Regions from separate parts of the Gossypium hirsutum genome. Here region 2 is linked to region 1. Evidence: chromatin contacts called from public Hi-C data. All regions are on one chromosome and are shown on one strand. Each heading gives the region's core, a stretch centred on a gene start, on an enhancer-like site or on the middle of the called end of the contact. The rest is flanking DNA. Distances are from core to core; before and after follow the strand shown. Region 1 overlaps LOC107920179 (RNA-binding KH domain-containing protein RCF3). Region 2 holds the start of LOC107918812 (photosynthetic NDH subunit of lumenal location 2, chloroplastic).

What was found. A called contact is a pair of places that touch in the nucleus more often than the background predicts.
Region 2: a Hi-C map of leaf shows a contact between it and region 1, with 2.6 times the contacts expected there. The contact joins the promoter of LOC107918812 here to the enhancer-like site in region 1. A contact is called at or near these places in 12 of 34 Hi-C or Micro-C datasets (callus, fibers, hypocotyl and 2 more).

What each region holds. Positions count from the first base shown.
Region 1 is chrD13:14,260,314-14,267,592 of Gossypium_hirsutum_v2.1, reverse strand. LOC107920179 (RNA-binding KH domain-containing protein RCF3) reads right to left here. Exons shown (of 8, transcript XM_016849736.2): 2 at 6,984-7,279; 3 at 6,085-6,447; 4 at 5,745-5,999; 5 at 5,396-5,662; 6 at 5,132-5,181; 7 at 4,968-5,035; 8 at 4,494-4,892. The coding sequence ends at 4,990. Among protein-coding and RNA genes, the nearest start is that of LOC107920179, 4.4 kb to the right of the region's middle. Within about 2 kb of position 2,257, at least 1 of the 9 cell types and tissues checked has an H3K27ac peak or open chromatin away from gene starts, as enhancers often do. A contact at or near this core is called in leaf, where this site is marked.
Region 2 is chrD13:14,307,946-14,315,007 of Gossypium_hirsutum_v2.1, reverse strand. It overlaps LOC107918812 (photosynthetic NDH subunit of lumenal location 2, chloroplastic), which reads left to right and starts at 2,670. Exons shown (of 2, transcript XM_016848399.2): 1 at 2,670-3,389; 2 at 3,491-3,721. The coding sequence starts at 2,892. The coding sequence ends at 3,589.

The DNA of each region.
Region 1 (7,279 bases), core at 1,008-3,507:
AAGAGATATACACATTTAATTAGTTTAATCAATGTTATTAAGATAACATTATATCAGTTTTCTGATATGATAGTAGTTTTCTTAAAAGCTAAACGGAGAGACATAGGGAAAATGAATCTGATGTCCTGGAACAGGAATGGACCCTCTAATAGCAGGACTGGTTGCTAGTTATGCAAGTCACATGAGCCTATGGCTAGCCAGCTAAATTTAGTAAAACAATCCATATGCAAGCAATCAATGTCCTGTTTTCCTCATAGCATTTGAAGAAATCATATACTGCAACTTGATCACCGACAGGCAAATTCGGACCAATAAGCATAAAGGAGAATTTTCTCCTGTATTATGTGGGTTCATTTCTTGACTTCAATTTGTAAAACGTTCAAAATCACAGACACGACATTCTATAGGAATGCATACAACAGAGAGTTGACCTTTTCCGGAAGATCTCAAGCATTTTAAAACACTTCTGGAAGAAAGATGATAAGGGGACTCCAAGAGGAAAGGATCATGCAATTCATACAGTCTTTCTTTCAGTTTATGGCAAGAACTTCCACATTCAGTAAGCTAAAAGCTATTGATGTTTATTTGTTTCAATACAAGCACCCCTAGTCAAAGAACAAAAAGGTTATTAAGGCCGATAACTTCCGAAGGCTGTATCAGCATTAATAGAAAAAGTTGGGAGTGGGGCATGAGTTAGTACCAGAAGGAAATACTGGTCCCTTTGAACTACGTACATGCCTCTATCCTTCCATACATTTGGAGATGAAAAAGTTGCTAGGAACTAAATTAAGCCCCTACAACTTAAGTCCTGGTTTCAATTCTAATATTGCAGCTATCACAGAGGAAATGCAAATCATATTTCATGTTTAAGGTTTCATCAATCGCACATATGATTCTGTGACTGCAGCATGTAGAAATAACTTTACAAGTTGCAGAATCTTACATCTAAGCTGAGATAAAATGCCATCACTAACTATATCTCTTCTTTAAACTTTTCATTTACTTTAACTCTTGAATAGCCTTATTATGATGATGAAGTTTCCATAGAGGCAATTGTCTCATGCAATAACATGCTGAAATGGATAAAACTATATAATTAGATGATGTATGTATATAGAAGGATAGGAACCTACTTGATAATGTGATCCAACATGCTGAAATGGATAAAACTATATAATTAGATGATGTATGTATATACAAGGATAGGAACCTACTTGATAATGTGATCCGACCCTGCCACATAAGGCTTGAACCTCCACCATTACTGTTATGTGAAAGTGCTTCACAATCAGCATTTCCAGTTTTATCATCATCATAGATCTAATATGTGAGAAAGAGAAAGAAACGTAGCCAAAGACAACTTGCCGATTATCTCCTCCAACAAAGGTTTGATTCATTTATGTATTAAATAATTAACTTCCCGTTCCCATGAACAGTTCAAACCATTAACATAAATAGTTTTGAGTAATTAACAAGTATCAAAAAACAACTCAGATAAGTGGAAGAGAAAGCCTAGCCGGCAAATCATCCTTGGCTGCACTACTTTACCTCATTCCCACATGCTAAATCTTAGATGAAGACAGTATCGATCCAGCAATGGATAAAAAACTTTTTCCTCAACGTATTAGCAGCAATGTAGTTTGCAGAGTGGAAGTTTGAAAATCTGTGGGTGCATATAACCAAGAATGGGAGGATAACATATATATATACGTGAAGGACATGAGGGAGTGAATGGACAACTGCATGTGTCTAGAAGTCAGCATACACAAGCCCTAAAAAGTTACTTTCAATCACCCTAGAGGCTCATAGTAGCCTCTTACAAAGTTACCATTGCCCCATACACAGCCTCTATGTTTTGATCTTTTTGGGGTTCAAACACTGCTGTTTCTGGGGTTTTTTTTAACTTGAAATATGCAATCATTGGACACATTATCAACTAGTTTCTCGAATGTTGTTTTGGAAACAAAACCTTATCACTTTCCAAGTTTTGAGTTTAGATCTGGGGTTTTTTTTAACTTGAAATATGCAATCATAGTGACACATTATCAACTAGTTTCCCTAATGTTGTTTTGGAAACAAAACCTTATCACTTTCCAAGTTTGAGTTTAGAGAAATTTACGCTCTAAAAACCCTTAAAAACAAGTCTTTTGAAGCCTAAAATACTTATCAAATTGACATTGTGTTTGACATGTCATTATCTGTAGATATGGATGAGAGTGAAGGAAGGGAGAGGATAGAGGTAGACTCTGGTCTGTATGTAACAGGAAATTGGGAACATCGTGATCTTAGAAATTGGTTATTATGGGGGGTGACATGGGCTGAGGATGGCCTTTGGGTAACAATTTTGGATAACATATCTCTGAAATCACCGCCCACCACCCATCACTTTTTTCCTGCCTCTTTTTCAGGTACAAATGTACATTATTACGTCCACTTGCATTTGCTAAAATGGTTGATAGAAAAACTTAGAAGGACCTCTTGATGCATTGCAACCAGACCTATTCATAAGTCTACTTAGTTTTATTTCGAATTTTGATCACTTCAAATTTAAATTATATCAAGTTGAAGAAATTTTAAATTCAAATTAATTCAAATTAAGCTAAGTTTGAATGGATAACTTTTTATAAATAAATCAGGTTAAATGAAATTCAAATTGATCAACTTAGATTTTTAAATTCAGCTCAAAATTATCAACACTAATCGAAACTAAAATTACAAAATTAATATAACTTTTAATCCATAACCTTGATAATTAAGTCTATTTTGATACTTGTATTTTTTTTAACCCACTTTAATACAACTTTTTTTTGTCCAATTTAATACCTAAACTTAAAAACTATATCCATTTTGATCATTAAACTTGACAAATGTAAAAGTTTAATAAGGTGTACTTAAAATTTGACATTGTAAAATTATGCCACATAATTACTTAAAATTTTAAAAATAGACGGAATCCAAGTTCTAAGATATAATCTTTGATCCAAGTTAGAGAAGCAGTCATTTTTTAAGATAAAATGATGAAATAAAAACAGGGTTTATCTCCCATATTTAACCTGAGATTAAGTATAGTATTTCTTGAATTTATTAAATATTTTTGTTGGGACTTTGTTTATACAATGATCGGTTCAGCCTATGCTTTCGTTTTTTCCTCACGGCTTCATCTTCAAAGGATCAAGGCTGCATACTATAAAAAGTGGCTTTTAAGAAATTAGAGATAAGGCTGGTCACAGCAATTTCAATCTCCCTTTCTCCCAAACAACAAATATAATTGCATGATAGCACACACTGCAATTGGGATAGAGAAACCTGTCAGTTATCGGTGCATAAACCTGATAATATGTGAGAGCTCTAAACAAGGATTCTCATCTACATGGAATGCATATACATACATTCATACAAGTTCATAAGCCTACATGAATTTAATATCCAGAAACCGGTTTGCGCATGGAAGAGATATACCACACATGAAGAGTTTGCAATTGAAAGATGGCAGTAAGAAGAATTAACCAACGCATAGAAATCAGTATCAGAGTCAACTTTTTTCCTGACTATTAGGCAAAAATATATGCCCTGGAACAGTTATTGTAATATTGAAAAACCAGACAAACCATTAGGTATGGAAGTATTAATATTGTAATATTCAATCTGATTGTTGTAGAAAGTTATAAACTAAAACTGTTCATGCTACCATTATGGAACACATCATTCAAATTTCTCCTCAGTTCTTAAATTAGGATTTCACATTTCAACTTTATGGTTAGTGGACCAACTCTGTTTAGTTTATATTACAAATACAAGCATATTGCAATTGACTATAAAAGTCACTTACCAGTTACCACATACAGCTTACCAGCTCCCAATGCCAGAGGAAGCCAATTATATAAACCACCTGCCAAAAGTAGCACAAAGAACTAAAGTTGCTTACCCCATAAGATGAAATAAGAGAATTAGGATGCAATACCAATAATAAGCCTACTTCTTCAATTGATTCCATTTCAGGTTTCCTTGCCTTCCTCTTTAGCTTTCTCCTCACAAAACAGCCTCCAAAGCCTTCTCTTTTTTCGCTGTGACAGCCTCCAAAACTAATCTGAACACATAGCCTAACCAAATATTTCTTACCTTAAGTGATTTACAAGCTCATACAACCCTTATATAACTTCCAGCTCATTTTGTGCAAGTTCAAATTTTAGATCATGCGATTAAGGGGATAATTTTTGAAGCACTTTGTTCAACAGAAACATGGCCTCACTTCTTCAAGAGAAGAAATGGGACCAGTACATCCCAGCAAACTCCAATAAAGTACCAGCCATTTGAGCTACATGTAAAATATAATCAAGAAACCAAATATGATGGCATTTACATCCAACATAAGCTACAATTACATTGCTCTCGGGATTATGGCAATCTAAACTTTCCTATCTGATGCAACTCTCAAACCACATGCATACATAAAAAAATCCTAAACAAGTAGATGCTACCTTGACTCCATTATAAAACATAAAAAATCACTTCATCAGCCAAATAGCCAAAAGTCAAGGATACAAGTGTAAGGGTTTTACATGGAAAGCAAATTATTAGAAATGTGTTACAGAGCCTGCAAATCATGAATCCAGGCCAAAAATGATTGAATGGTGATTTGCATCATCAAATGATCTTATTCTTGGTCACCCAAGACAGGCATAAAGGCGAGCCAAAGTGGAACATAAGTTCCTCAAACCCGATTTGTCTGGTCTTCTGGTCTAGGTTGGCTTCATCAAAAGGGACAAAGGTCTGGCTTCAAGATTTGTGACGACAACTGTTTAGATAGGGGAGAAAAGGCAACAAGTGGGAAAGGTGCAGTAGAATCCTTGGCAGGGGATGGCTGGCCGGGTTTAAGATATCATTCTGCATATCTTCATGTAAAAAGAATTAAAAAAACTAGCATATCAATACCCGAAATAAATAAATGAAATCAGACACATATTTACTTGTGCAGTCTAGAACCCAGGACTAATACCCATGCTTCCTATGTGAAACTTGATTTAGATTGGACAACCTGGTGACAGCAAAAAATCAGGCAAGGTGGTAACAATTGCTATTAGAGAACAATCAAAGGTGATCGAAGTTTTCTAACTAGATAGGTAAACGTTACCCCCGGCTGGAGTTGCGACCACCATGATTTCCATATATATCACCTCCACTCTGGAAAAAGATAATATACGACAATAAGAGGAAGTACAATAACATGTGAGATAGAAATTAAGCACGCAGAACATCATAAATTTGCAACGAGAGGGATAGTTCTCAAATGCAGATCTTGCACTTTAGAAAAAACCTGGCTGCAACAACCAGATGCATCCCAATAATAATAAGCTTAAGCATCTTTGCAAAGAAATGAATGAAAAGACAAGCTTACAAGTGAACCACTATAATTTCCTTTACTGTCACTTGCAGTCAAATCACTAGGGCTGTATCCCCCTGAGTAAGAAGAGTATCCACGATTACGGGGTTGACCATCTTTGTTACCATATTTAGGACCATCTGAAATGTCTAATGACATGGGAATGTAGGGAAGAACAGGCAAAAGCGTTGCTGCTGCTCCTTCTCTTTCAAATATATTGGCTCTCAGCCGCAACAGTACTTGCGAAAAGGCATTGCTAGCAACATCAAGACCTCCAGTAATCTGTACAGCATTGGAAGATAAAAATTCTATCAAAAGTCTGACCATGACATCGAGTGTGCACACCAAAAAGCATATTATTCACCTGCACCATTTCTTCATCTTCATATGCAACTTTGGGAAGGTTTTCCTTAGAAAGTATGCGAATACTAGCCCTAGTAGCATTCCTCATCCCAGATATTATTGCCCCACCTTTACCGATAAGGCATCCAACCTGTGAACTTGGAACAAGTAGACGGGTGGTGATTACAGAATCACCTGATTCTCTTTCTGTTTTTTCACTGCATCGTGATTGCAAGCGCAAAGCAGCATTGATGGTAGGGGATGGGTCTTCAATGAACTGCAGAGATATAAATAATCAGGCATGACATATAAATTCCACAATGAGTATCTAAGCTTAACTTTAAGAATTAATGTATTCTTACCTCTTTTGTTGATATGAATATAATGCAATCATCTCCTTCAGCTGCAGAGCTATCAACTTTAATCGATGCCCCAGACTCCTGTCTAATCTGTTTGATAATACCACCACCTTTTCCAATCACACCCCCAATATTTCCAACCGGGCATACCAAACGAAGAGAAAACTCCCTTGCAGAACCATCATCTCTTCTAGAAGAATAATTTCCATAAGAACCAATAAGGGAGGCATTCATGTACATCCCACCTGATGGATTCATATTAGATAGAGAGGAGAGAAGCAAGTGCTGGGATCTTGAAGGGTTATCATGAAGGCGAGATGCCACCTGATAAAGAGCCTTCCTCACAACTGAGGGCTCTCCAATTATCTGAAATCCCCATAGAGAAACTGAATGAATAAACAAGAAGGCCGCAAGATGATTCAAAATCCCCTTATATGCAGGCAACTCAACATTTTCAAGAATGCTAATAATATACAGTTACAACATAAGGACACATTTTTAGGTAAGAACTGTCTGGTCAGAAGCCTCATGGAGATCAATCAACAGATCTTCCAAATCCCATCACTTAAAACAGGAGAACATAAAAGTAGAAAATAAAGACTCTTCCCTTTTCTAGGAAGACTGCTTACTACCATTTCTTTTCAACTTAGCAACACTGTGAGGAATAAAAGCTGTTAGCTAAAACCAACTTCTAGACCTTTCATTTCCCTTTAAAGGAATCTTCCATTCAAACACTTGTCATATCCATACATCTATAACCTATGGTTAAGTCTTGCAATAAATTAAGAAATTAACTCTACAGGAGATAATATTCAGGTAAATGGCCAATATTTTTTCTCTTATTTATTTAAAGAAGGGCATAACACATGGTATATCTTTTTCACATGAGAAAACAACTTTACCTGAAGAAGCTCATCTGAAGTCAATGCACACGGGGGTAAATGCTCATTGCTTAAAACCCGAATCTGAGCTTGTGTTTCGCTCCTTATACTTTGAATCACTTGTCCACCTTTCCCAATAACACAACCAATCTGGTCAGATGCCACAAGCATTCTCACAGTAACCACATGTGTCTGCTCCTCCAAATCCTCATCAGCAGGCAACTCTTCCGCGACAACCCTATCGTGTACCCTAAACAAAGCATCCTGAGCAGGCGAAACAAGCTCATCACCAAATGGATTTGTTTCCTCACTGGAAC
Region 2 (7,062 bases), core at 1,421-3,920, 47 kb before region 1:
ATGAGAACATGGCGATGCACAAAAAATATACCAACACTATGTATTAATGTGTATATATATAATCGAAAGAAAAGTAAGTTTGCACCTTGTTCAAAGACACAAGTTTAAATAAGATAGTAGATAAAGATAAATAGTAAAGAGAGTAAAGGAAGAGATAACGCTCAAATTTTGTTAACGCGGTTCGAAAACAATTCTACTCTATCAAGTCTTATTTAATGAATGATTTATTCAACATTTGATCCAACAACCTATTGGCTAAAACCCAATCTACTTTACACATGAAGCAAATTGTAACCCATAACTAGTCCCAACTTGTTACAACCACTCACCCAAAATCTCAATTACAATTAGATTCAACTTTCACAAATAATGCCTATGTGCTAAGTGCAAGAATACAATAAATTTCGACTAGTAAATCAAAGAGATAAGCTCAAGCACTCTTCAAAGATGCCTCTTCAACATGCAAATTGCTGCCTATTTATAAGCCAAATGAGGCAGCCTTCTAGATCGGTTATTGTAGAGATAAATACTTCAATTTGATCCATAACAGTCTGGGATAAAAGTCTCCAAAATGTATCCTAAATATAGCTTGATTATCCACGTAATTTCATCCACAAAACAAGACTTAAATGGTAAGGATAACACACGTTGATATCATGGTTTCCAAAATTGGTCAAATTTGATTACCACAGTTTGAGATGAAATAAAATAGATCAAGGGATTCCTTTGCTTATGGAAAAACAACATGGAGACTCAAGTAAACAATACCAACATCCAACTTCATCTAAATTGTCATGAAATTTTGTCCAGACTATTGTTCAAATGTTTGTCTGGACAGCTGTTTAAACAAATGAATGAATAGACAATCAAGATGTTTAAACAAAGATCAAACAATCAACATTGAACAACTGTAGTCCCAACAATAATCTATAATCTATAGTACATATAATCACGAATTGGGAGAAACTTTTGAACTGACTTATATAACCTTTTTATTCATTATATTATAAAATATTTGGTTAAATAAATTTAGTTAAAATTTATCATGGTTATAAATAAGAATTCTGATGTATTAAAAAATTTGTTAAATTACTTTATATTTACTAAATTACTTGATAAATTTACTTGTTTAGTTTAATATAGGTTGATGTGATTAAAAAAATGACGTAAAATGAGTAAATATTCTTTCCATGGCCATTCGTATACAACGTAAGTTTGAAGTATTGGAAAAGACGAAACAATTTTGATTGTGGAGGCCTGCATTCAAACCATTTTAAAGTTTGTTATAAAATGACCAAACCAGAAAGCCCACTTGTTCCAGCCCGGTCCGAATTGGGCTGGATTTAAATGAGTTTTTAATCTCCATTAAGATTAATATTTTATGCAATTTTAATTTTAAGTGTATAAAATATATTTTAAATTTATAATTATACAAAATATATTAGATATTTTTTTTTAAAATTATAAAGATTAAATAATAAATTAGTATTTTAATTATAATCATTTTCTCATTTCAATATATATTTTTAATAATATCTAAACTATTTTTTTTCTATGTTGGTACTTCTACTTGTCCACTGTTAATCAATCAATAATAACGTGGATCAATCACATAACGTAACATGGCATCAAAGTCACATAAGCACCACTTGTTGATCAGATGTTGACCGTCATTGACTGTGAATTGATCAGCCAATTCTAATAAATTTTTAATTTGATTTTTTTAATTTTTAAATATTTTTTTTAATTTTAACATTTTTTATTTTTTGAAATTATTTGATATAAATAAATACATGATAATAGTTAAGTAGCTTTTGTGCCATGGGCAACTTTTAATCGGTTGTTTTTTTTTCATTATTAGAGATAAATTTAGGTAACGAATATATAATTTAGATATTACTTCTAACAAAAGAATTAAGTATCTATAATTTAGGTAACATAATTTGTAATTTAAGCTAAATTATAAATTAATAAATTTTCAAATTCGGCTAAGACGGTTTTGAGATATATAGAGAGATAAATATAAGTCTAATTATTGTTTTATCCCTTCAATTATGTTGAAATTTGGTATTCAATCTCTCTACTTTAATACAATTAGTTATTATCATTAAAGCGAGGGGTCAATCTTTAAACTATACATGAACTTTAGTTTAATGTGCAATTTTATACATGAATTTTGATTTTGTTCAATTTTATACAAGAAATTTTGGTTTAATCCAATTCTCACAAATTTTTAACACAATTACTAATCTAGCATCATTTTACATTTTATATTGCACACACATGTAATTATATTTATCCAATATAAAAATAAATTGATGTATTTATTTCTTTAAATATGTATGACTGAATTAACAATTAAAATTTCATATGTATAATTACACCAAATTAAAATTTGCATATTAAATTATATATTGAATCTAAGTTTATGTATCATTTTAAAATTTATCCCTTGAAAATATTACATAGATTCCAAAAAGAGAAAAAAGGAAAACCTTAAGCATTTAATTCACATATAATTTTATTTTGTTAAATATAATTTATTAGATTTTCACGTAGTTTTATGTGATCAAATAGAAATAAAAAAAAACTATATCATCACATGAATTATATCAACTAACAATATTATGGATTTGAAACAAATAATAACATTAAAAAAATAAAACAATGAGAAAGGAAATTTCAAATTTTAGCAGTACTAGAATCCAAAATTAGAGCAAATATATTTTGGGGGTCAACTTCATGTAAGATAAGGAGTTCCGAAAAGCTACGGTCCATGTTGGATGAGGGGGCGATACGGTCAGCAATCAAAACCTGCCCCAAAATCCACCCTCACATTTTGCTCCATTAAATGATCTTCAACTTTTCCACACACTTTTTATCCAAAAATCATGACCTCCTTCACTAATTCAACATTCTTCATCCATGTCAACCAGAAATTCCCTACACCCCAAAGTCACCATTGCAGCAGACTCTCCCTCCCCATAATCCGAGCATCGTTTCAACCCCAACAAAACAATGTAATAATCAGCAACCGGCGAAAACTTGTAACAACGTTTCTTGCTACTTCACTAGCAGCACTAGGGCTTAGTGGCACACCAGTAGCAGTAGCAGAGAATTGGGGCACACATTCATTTCTCAGGGAACGGTTTTTCGAGCCCGGTTTGTCTCCGGAAGATGCCGCCGCCAGAATTAAACAAACTGCCGAGGGGTTACATAGCATGAGAGACATGTTGGACTCCATGTCATGGAGGTATGTCATGTTTTACATTCGACTAAAGCAGGCTTATCTTTCTCAGGACTTGAAGAATGCCATGAGTACATTGCCTCAAGGTCGAAAAGATAAATACGTGAAAACAGCAAATGAATTGGTGGATAACATGGCTGAGGTACGTACATAGATTATGAATTGGTGAAACCAGCCTATGAATCATTTGTGAGGTCAATTTCTTATGTTTTTTCTTTTTTTTGTTCATCTTAATTTTTGTAGTTCGATTATTACGTACGCACACCGAAAGTATACGAATCGTACTTGTACTACGAGAAGACATTGAAATCCATAGATGATCTAGTTGCATTATTGGGGTAGAACAATGGTAGCAGTGCCTGCTGGAGATATTTACAATTTGCTTCATTGAGACCATAATTGTGATGCAGATGTAGTAAGACCAGGAAATGTTGAGTTTCAATCAATACTAAGATATCATCAACTTTTAGGACATGTGTTATATTCTTTTGCAGCAATTTTTCATACACTTATCTGAGAAAGGCTGAAGCTACCAAGAGACTAGTTTCAGTTACTATAACTAAAATGAGGTTGAATTGCTGTGTCATTTCTTATGACCCGAATTTTATAGATTTTTACAAACTAGTTTGAAAACTAGACCATTTTCTTTCCATAGACGGTTTAAAGAAACACAAATGGTAAGAAATTTATAATTCCAGGACAGTAAAAGTCTCAAACCAGCTTCTAGAAGAGGAAGACAAATTCAGTCTCAAAACCAGCAATAACTTGGAGATGCAAGACTCAATCTTTCACCGCTGTTTGAGATATAGCAATGGCTGATGAAATTATTATCAGTTCGCGTTCCCGTTTTCCTTGCGTGCTAAGCATTCAATTGTTGCTGCAGTAGAAGGTCCAGCAGAGACCAAAGCCAGCATTGCCTGTATAATAGATTACATGAACATAATAGCATAAGTTCCGGTTGAAAAGAAACAAATACAATGCCCCAGTGTTGAAGCTCAGTATCATCTTCAGTGTGCCAAACATAACCAAGATGATTCAACTGTTTTTAGCTGCTCTCTTGATAAATGAAAATTTGGTAGAAACTAGAAAGATAAGTGAGGAGAAAGAACAAGATAGGAACAGGCAACTGAACTGGCGTAAGGGCATATCACGGTGTTAATAACTCAGGTGACCATTTTCTGCTCAGTGTTTGGCATTAAAGTGGATGGACTGCTCGGCGGATGCTTCAATAGAATCAAGCAGCCCTATCTTCATTATATTGCTGAAGTTCTCGATAATGTAGACTGAAACTAATTGCTAGATAAAGCAAGGTGAAAAATATGTTCATTTCTACGAAGTTAGACGCCAAAGCGTATCTGGATTTTCTCTTGGACTACACCAGTAAAAACTCAATCAAAGTTGGAAATAGATCAATCTTGACATAATCGGAGTTTGCTTCTGTAACATGTCAAATGTCACACGTTGCATGATCCTCGCTTTAAATTAGCTAGGATGTTGAATCATTGACCGCTTAAATCCCATTCTGATCCTGCTCCTACTTGCCTAAATCTCGGATATATCAGTATATGAAAGACAAAATCAAAATTATTAGGACAGTAGCATACTAACCAGAAGCATAATAGTTCTCTAATTCAGTTCTGTTAAATGGAATTACAAGTCCCATGCGTTCTTGGTTTACGAGAATAAAAATAAACTTATGAGAAATTAATGAAACTTTTAATCAATGACTATCCACGTTTTGCACTGACGGAAATAGTCCACTGAGTACTGAACGAAACATAACAAGGATACGAATTTCTATAAAGAATTTCTACAATAATTATTTATAGAACAATCTAAAAATATAAAAGATGGTGGAACAATAGAAAGAAACTTTGATGTATTTTTCTAGTGTGTCAGACAAATGAAATTTGTCTCCTATTTATAGGAGTCCTCTTGTCTTTTCATAGGAACACAACTATCTAAATGGATAATCACATCTTTTAGCAATAAACATTATTATTAACATATGTATACTTGAATAATCATAATTCATTGTTAATAATAAAGTTATATAATTTTAAGAGATATAATTCATCACTATGAAATGTGATAACTCTTGGTTAATAATCAAGTGATATAACTTTTGGTTATATCACTTTTCGTTTGTAATTGTAATACCCAATTTTCCCGGCCTAATTTTATAAATAAAAACAAAAATTATTAAAAGTCCATCAGGCCATAGTTACAAACCGAAAAAAATAATAAACCCAAATTACATCAGCAAGCCCAATACCTAAACAACCCAAACACTAGCCTAGCCCAAAGCCTAATCCAGCCCAACCTAGTCCAAAACATTCCCCAAACGCAGAAACCCAAGCAGCCACAACGAGCCTTCAGCGCCGCAGCCACCAGGGCCTTCCCTCGCACGTGCGCCACTGCCACGTGCCACACCTCCACGCCCACTGCTCCGTACAGCCGTACCTACACACAAATAACAGCAAAGAAAAAGCCAATAACAAAAAGCGAGATGATACAACAAAAATATATGGATTTCTTTTGTATTTTTTATTTTTCTGGCTATATAAAAGCCAAATATGCATTGTAAACGGTTACGCGCAATATCAATACACAAAAGGAATAAAAAAAGCAATAGACTGAGTTTCGAAGGTGTTCTTTCCTTCTTTTTCTCTCTGCATTTTTTTCTTTTTCTGCTTTTTTCTTTATTATTATTTGTGTATTAAAAAAAAAAGAAAAGAAAGAGGAGTTAGAGGGTCAAAGCTTACCTGGTGGCCGACTTTCCTTCTACTCCGTTGTAATCGGAGTCGGGTTGGAAGACAAATGGCCTCTGGTTAGCCTGGGCATGGAACGGCGCAGAGAACCTTTAGGGTTCTTCAGTTTATTTTTAGAAAAAAATGATAGGAGGCTGATCTGTTTAGGTTTTATTTTAGTTTATATATGTGAAGGAAACGGCCCCGTTTTAAGCATGCTTCAGTAACTTTAAAAACGACACCATTCAGAAGCCTCCGACCGGCGCGGTGACCCGACCCGGGGAGGATCCGCGCGTTTTCCAACTCTTGGGTATATTGCGCAAAAGGGCCTTCTACTCTTGCATGGTTTTTAAATCGGTACTTTTTATTTTTTTTTATTTTTTGTCCTGCATTTTGATATTGTCTCATTTCAGTCCGTGTCACTGCACTGCGTTTTGGGGAATGGAATAATTTCCAATCTGGCCCCCCTTGTAATTCGCGAATTGCAGTTTAGACTCTCCATTTTTTAACTACATTTGTGGCCCGTTATTTCTATTTTGACTGCAGATTAGTCCCTCTTGCGTTTTCTAATCACTTAATTATTTTTATTATTATTTGCTATTATTATTATTATTATTATTTTACTATTTATTATTTTTATTATTATATTTGATTATATTTACCAATATATATGTGTTACTTTATTATTTACTATTATTTTTAGACTGTTTTTATTATATATGTACATATGTAATATATATTATTTAATTTTAAACTATATACATATATATTTTATACATATATAAATTTCATTAAAATTATTTTTACCTCACATACATGATGTTGCTGGTTTTATATTATTTTTATTTAGTATGTAATACTTATTTAGGTTAAGTATATATTATTTTGTATGTTATATTTCATATGTTTTTAACTCTATTTTTGAATTTCCTTTTGAAACTCTCATATATATATATATTATTTGCTTTAAATTTATTTTCGCATAGGGTTTATTAATGATCTTTCTCATTCTTTCATGCTATTTATTTCTTAAATTATTTTTAAATTTGTATGTTTTATTTATGT